Linked DNA regions of Danio rerio: region 1 is linked to region 2. The links are chromatin contacts, called in public Hi-C maps. All regions are on one chromosome and are shown on one strand. Each heading gives the region's core, a stretch centred on a gene start, on an enhancer-like site or on the middle of the called end of the contact. The rest is flanking DNA. Distances are from core to core; before and after follow the strand shown.

Region 1 (2,988 bases), core at 357-2,856, 990 kb after region 2:
ATCTTTACTTGCATATCTTTCAAATCACTCCAAGATACTTTAGTCCTCATAGTTTACTGTTCCAATAACATGGTAAATGATCTCAGCTTCCCCAGAGATATTATAAAGAGATCTAATTAACAGTAGTGTATTAATCATTTCAAGTTTCTCCTCTCGTACGTGACACAGATTCATCAACTAGCTTTTAAAGTATTCTCATTCATGCAAGTAGCCTTGTTCGCTATAAGGGAAATAATAGTAAAATGCACACTGTCTAGTGTCTGGTTAGGTCTTGTTTCAGTGATGGCTATATTTTATCCTTTAAGAATGAAATGAATTGTATTTGAATAAAGAGTACATATATTTATACAAACATTTTAAAAAGTAAAAGTTGTTAATAATCTTTGTCGAATAGCTAAAAGGGTTTTTAAGTATAATAGCTAATTACACTGAACTAACTGACACTGGTAATAATTGAAAGATCATTATGTAAATAAATACTATTTGGTCATTTGTATTAGTTTGTTTGTTTTAGTTTCTCCATCCTGGGTATAGTATACCTCAATGAGTGAGGGAGGCTGGGTATTGTCTAGATTGTTTTGCCATGCTCGTTTCCAGAGCTCTCTAGAAACCTTCTCCAATAGCACATTTTCTTCTTGGTTTTTCTCTGCTATAGCAGTCACAAAGCGCATTTCAAGCAAGGTTTCTTAGATGAAAAAAGAAGGAGAGAGAGAAAAAATTTAAAAAAAAAATATAAGGAAATAAAATATGTATTATAGCTGAGGCCATGACCATCATCATTAAAAAAAACCTGCAAATTTAAATACCTTTGTTAAAAACTGGAGGGGGATTCAGAGGGACCCCATAGTACTCAGAAATCAGTTTCAGATCTGCGAGCAAGTACCGCTGCTTATTATCAACTGATCCAGGTTCAATGTTACCTAAAAAAAAAAAAAACTTGATTGAAAGTTTTCATCTCTTCATTAATAAATGCAAAATACAGGTGATGTGCAGCTGAATTATGATGTAGCTGTTACAATATAATTGCTGCCAGAGGAATCTGATGTACAATTACACGTAAAATTGTGGCATATTAATTATTAAAGCTGGCGGTTCATTCCGCTGTGGCGACCCAAGATTAATAAAGGGACTAAGCCGAAAAAAAAATGAATGAATGAATGGTTAAAGCATTCTAATTAGGAGATTGCATCCATTTTCTATTACCATCAACTCTTAAGGCTCATTTTTAAATAAATACACTATAACTTGATTGTTGTGTTAAGAACTAGTTTATTTGGATATAAGGAAGGATATTTATGTTAAAGCAAAAATGGTTTTATCCATTTCCTGAACCTTTAAAAACTCCACCTAAAAAGGCTGGTTTATATTTAAGGTCAATGTTCCAAACATTTTTGTAGCGACACAGCACCTAAACACAGAAAATAAATTATATTGGTACACTTAAAGCAAAAAATTAAAAAATAAATTAAAAAGATAAAATGACGGACCTCAAATGCCAGCCAAGAATAAGGAGAGACAACATCGTAGAAAAATTCAACCACTTTTCTGGAACTGGACATCTGTAATATAACCATAATGAGCATAAACACATAATTATGGGCTACAATTTATGAATAGTTAATCATTTACATTTTTCATAATTCACACACTTCATAATTAATAAAAAAAATATTAGTGCTCATATAAAACCTGCAAATCATCTACTATTAGAATAAAATACGTATTTCAGCTGTTGATGTGAAATGAAAAATCATCACCGAGTCATTAATTGCAAATAAACTTTATTTTGTATAAGATTTTTAACAATACACTCAAGAAAATGTGAGTATTAATAAGATTAGTGACAGCTTATTCAAGGGAGCTTATCAACATCTTATTTAAACCATATAAAATATATGAATTCATGCATATACAATTCTACTCTAAGCTTAATTTTCATTCATTGTTCTCTAAAAACAACCTTTTTCAAAGCTGATCTGAAGAGAATGAACTCAGTACTCAATAAAATACTTTATTAAACGTACCACAACAACACAATTTCTACCATTTTGTGCATATATGAAAAAATATTTTACGAAACTTAACATTGTATGATGCTAAAACATCTATTACCTTATTCAAAAACAACTTTTATTTGTGACCGCTATTGTGACCACACTAATAATTTCAAAGACACTTTAAGACAAAACAGAAAACTCATGAATATTCATTTATACTTCATCCAGCATCACCGAATATCTAACACACACAAAATTTCACAAAACCTGTTACCAAAATATGTTTTGAAAGCCAACATTCATTAACACATAGATATATGATATGAGTAAAACATATGAATATATATTTTTAAATGTCTTTGGCATGGTTAAAAATGCCGGTCATAATGTGAGGACGGGCCGTATGTGGCGTATGAGCTGTAGGTTAGGGACTCCTACTCTATACTCACTTAACATTCACATTTTAACATAGACTAGTTAAAAGAACCATTTAGCCATCAGAGAGGATTACAATTCACAATCTGACCAGAGAGTATAACAATTCACCATCAAAAACCTGATAATTCAGCACCTTACCTCAATTCAATGCACCTCAATTTTCTCTAGAAGCTTCAAATATCCAGCCATGGCTCTTGACTCACTTAATGTGCATGAAACACACTCTGTGTTTTTGATTTGGGACAAAAACATTAATTTTTTAAGACTTAAAAGCAAGTGAAATTTAGAGGTTGTTCAAAATGGAGTTTGGAGGTGCAACATCACACTGTGGGCTAGGTAGGGTGAGGCCCAAACCACTTCTCCCCTGAAAGACAAAAAAAAATGAGTGGACAATTAGAGCCTTTGACCAAAGATGTCAATATCCTACAGTTTATGGTTTTATTTATGGTTTAAAACTGGGTATGGAAAATATTAAAAAGTAATAATTGAACAAATAAATGAAAACCAACAAACAAAAAAACTGAATTAATAGCAACCTAAGTGTATTTTATCA
Region 2 (2,907 bases), core at 242-2,741:
TTCTTTTGAGGGAGTATCCTACCAATAACAGATAATCATTAGACAACAGCTTCTCGAATAAAAGGTCTATAAAAGTGCATGTCTGATGTTTAACTTAACTAAGTGAGAAATGTTTGCACTCTCCTGTTGTAGAAATACTAAGAAAAATATTTTATATTAATAAGCTTTATAATAAATACATTTTTGCCAATGATTTAGGCCTTCAGGTAATGATAATCATCGATAGGTTCCCAATTTACATTAAGTGCAGTTTAGCTATCTATTATGTTACACTTAATTATGCTTTGTTATGATGTTATTATGACTGAATAGTGCTTATCATTTCCTGCAGAATTATAAGAAGTGCTGCTGCCCTGTTTCCACCTAAGGGCCTTTGGCGTTTCCCAAATCCATCGTTTCAATGAACATTTGCAAATTGCATCGCAAACTTTTAGAAGTTAGAAGCATAGTTCCTGGTTGTGTTCTATTCCCTGTTATCCCACCTATGTCCTATTCCTTTTGAACGTTCCAACATTTAAACTTGGAATGATAAAAAAAAAAAAAAAAACATTAAAGTGATCTCTCTTAGGCGTAATTTGCTTCTAAAGTCTTTTTACAGTTCAGTTTTAGCAAACTTCATATTGACAATTGCGCTCCCTTCACAGTGCACTTTGAAAACAATATGTGCCATTTTTAATGCAGTTGTGGGTTATGACGAAAGCTTTAGGTAACCTATGTTTATTATATTATATTTTAATAAAATTAAATTACTATTATTAATAAGTAGCATTGTTTTTCATTTCTTAATACATATATATATATATATATATATATATATATATATATATATATATATATATATATATATATATATATATATATATATATATTCAATTATTAAATTTCATTTAATATGAAAAAACGAGTGAATGATTTTACCCAAACTAATATTGGATTGTTTGTAATTTGCACAAAAAATGATGGGGTTTTTCTCTAAAGAACTGGTTACTCCACCCCGTTTAGAGCGTCATTATGGACGTTCTGAATGAGACTACAGACTATTCCCTAACTCCATTCTCTTCCTTCCTCACCAAGCCCCACCCATCTTCATATGTTTAGCCTGCTTTATTCTAGTATGTGTAGTAAGCTTGTATTCACCTGTTTAGGTCATGATAACAATTGATATATGTTTTGTTTGTGATTCAGTGTTCTTTTTCTATTACACATCAGCAGCTAAAATAAGTAGTTTATAGATGCACTTGTATATTTCACAGGTCTTAGATTAGCACTATAAATAATATTATTATTAATTATGAGGCAAAATAAACTTTTATCTAAAAATGTACAGTATGATCTAAAAATAACTGTAATTAGTGCAATACTTTGCTTCAACTTGGTAAAAAAAAATATGGTAAAGTGCTGTATTTCATTTTACAGTATGCTAATTAATAAAGTAATACAGCAATGTTAGCCATTTATTTTTATTTAATAATTTTTTTTTTAATTTATAATTTATAATTTGTTTATTTATGTGGCATCATGGCTGAACTTGAACTAAGATCGCCATCCGCTGTGTAAAACATATGCTAGATAAGTTGGCAGTTCATTCCTCTATGGCGACCCCAGATTAATAAAGGAACTAAGCCGAAATGAAAATGAATGAATTATGTTCATTGTGGTTATATTACAGATGTCCAGTTCCAGAAAAGTGGTTGAATTGTTCTATGATGTCGTTTCTCCTTATTCCTGGCTGGCATTTGAGGTCTGTCATTTTATTTTTGTCTTTTTTTTTTTGTCTTGCCATCAGTACCAATATGACTGATTTTCTGTGTTTAGGTGCTGTGTCGCTACAAAAATGTTTGGAACATTGACCTCAAATTTAAACCATCATTTTTAGGAGGAGTTTTTCACGGTTCAGGTTATGGATGGAATTTTTTTTTTTTTGCTAATTCCTGACTAGATCTAATTTGAAAATCAAGTCATTCATTTAAAAAAATGACCTTAATACAGGATAAGAGTTGATTTGTTTTATGTGTACTAATTGTAAATCAGGCCCTTCTGGTAGCACGTTGTAACAGCTACACTATAATTCAGCTACACGTCACCTGTATTTTGCTTTTAATAATGAAAAGATGAAAATGTTCAATCCAATTTGTTTTGCTTTTAGGTAACACTGAACCTGGAATGGTCGATAATAAGCTCCATTATATGATCACAGATCTGAAACTGATGTCTGAGTACTATGGGGTCCCTGTAAATCCACCTTCGCCTTGTAAGAAAGGTATTCAAACCACAGTTTTTCTTTAAAATGTTGCCAATGAGGCACAATGGAAATGAATGTACAGTCAAACAAGCACATTTTTCAATTCATTATAATTTCGAAAATAGTAATAAAATATGACTAATTCAGTGCGTCAGAACAAAATTCAGAACATTTTTGTTTACAATCTACCAAAATAATTCAAACTACTGTTGGTATGACAAGATGCACACAGCTATAAATACTTTTGTTGGTTCACTTTCAGCCTCAATGACAGGCTATATAGGCTCTGCTGTCAACCAGTTTCATACAAACCCGATCTCTAATATTTTTTCGCAGAATTACTGCAGCAGTTTCTTCACTTCATATTGCTTTAGTCCACTGTTTGAAATTTTGGATATAAAGTCAAAGTTGACTTTATTTTGCTATTTTCACTTACATAAATGAACTAGGGCTTGGCGATTCATTGTAAAGTAATCAAAACCGACATTCAGAACCTATAATTGATCTATTTTTTCCAGAAGGACTTTTTCAATTACATTCCCTACATGTCACGTGACCCTCCTCTGTTAAAGTCTGTGGCAGATTTCTACTTCTGCAGACACATCTGATCTCTAATCAAGTAGGACGATGGTCCTATTCTTAAGTAGGTAGTGCTGTCGCCTCAT

The links. A called contact is a pair of places that touch in the nucleus more often than the background predicts.
Region 1: a Hi-C map of sperm shows a contact between it and region 2, with 9 times the contacts expected there. The contact joins the promoter of LOC141378226 here to the promoter of gstk2 in region 2. A contact is called at or near these places in 5 of 18 Hi-C or Micro-C datasets (embryo, gastrula embryo and sperm) and 1 of 4 datasets of contacts at active chromatin or transcription factors (caudal fin).

What each region holds. Positions count from the first base shown.
Region 1 is chr16:35,175,472-35,178,459 of GRCz12tu, forward strand. It overlaps LOC141378226 (glutathione S-transferase kappa 1-like), which reads right to left and starts at 1,607. Exons shown (of 7, transcript XM_073926184.1): 1 at 1,488-1,607; 2 at 1,343-1,408; 3 at 807-936; 4 at 540-685. The coding sequence starts at 1,583. All of the region lies in intron 4 of LOC141378227 (a long non-coding RNA gene), which reads left to right. It also overlaps a transcript of gstk1 not described here.
Region 2 is chr16:34,181,848-34,184,754 of GRCz12tu, forward strand. gstk2 (glutathione S-transferase kappa 2) reads left to right here and starts at 1,492. Exons shown (of 7, transcript NM_001386403.1): 1 at 1,492-1,741; 2 at 1,816-1,897; 3 at 2,147-2,260. The coding sequence starts at 1,670. All of the region lies in intron 15 of dgat1b (diacylglycerol O-acyltransferase 1b), which reads right to left.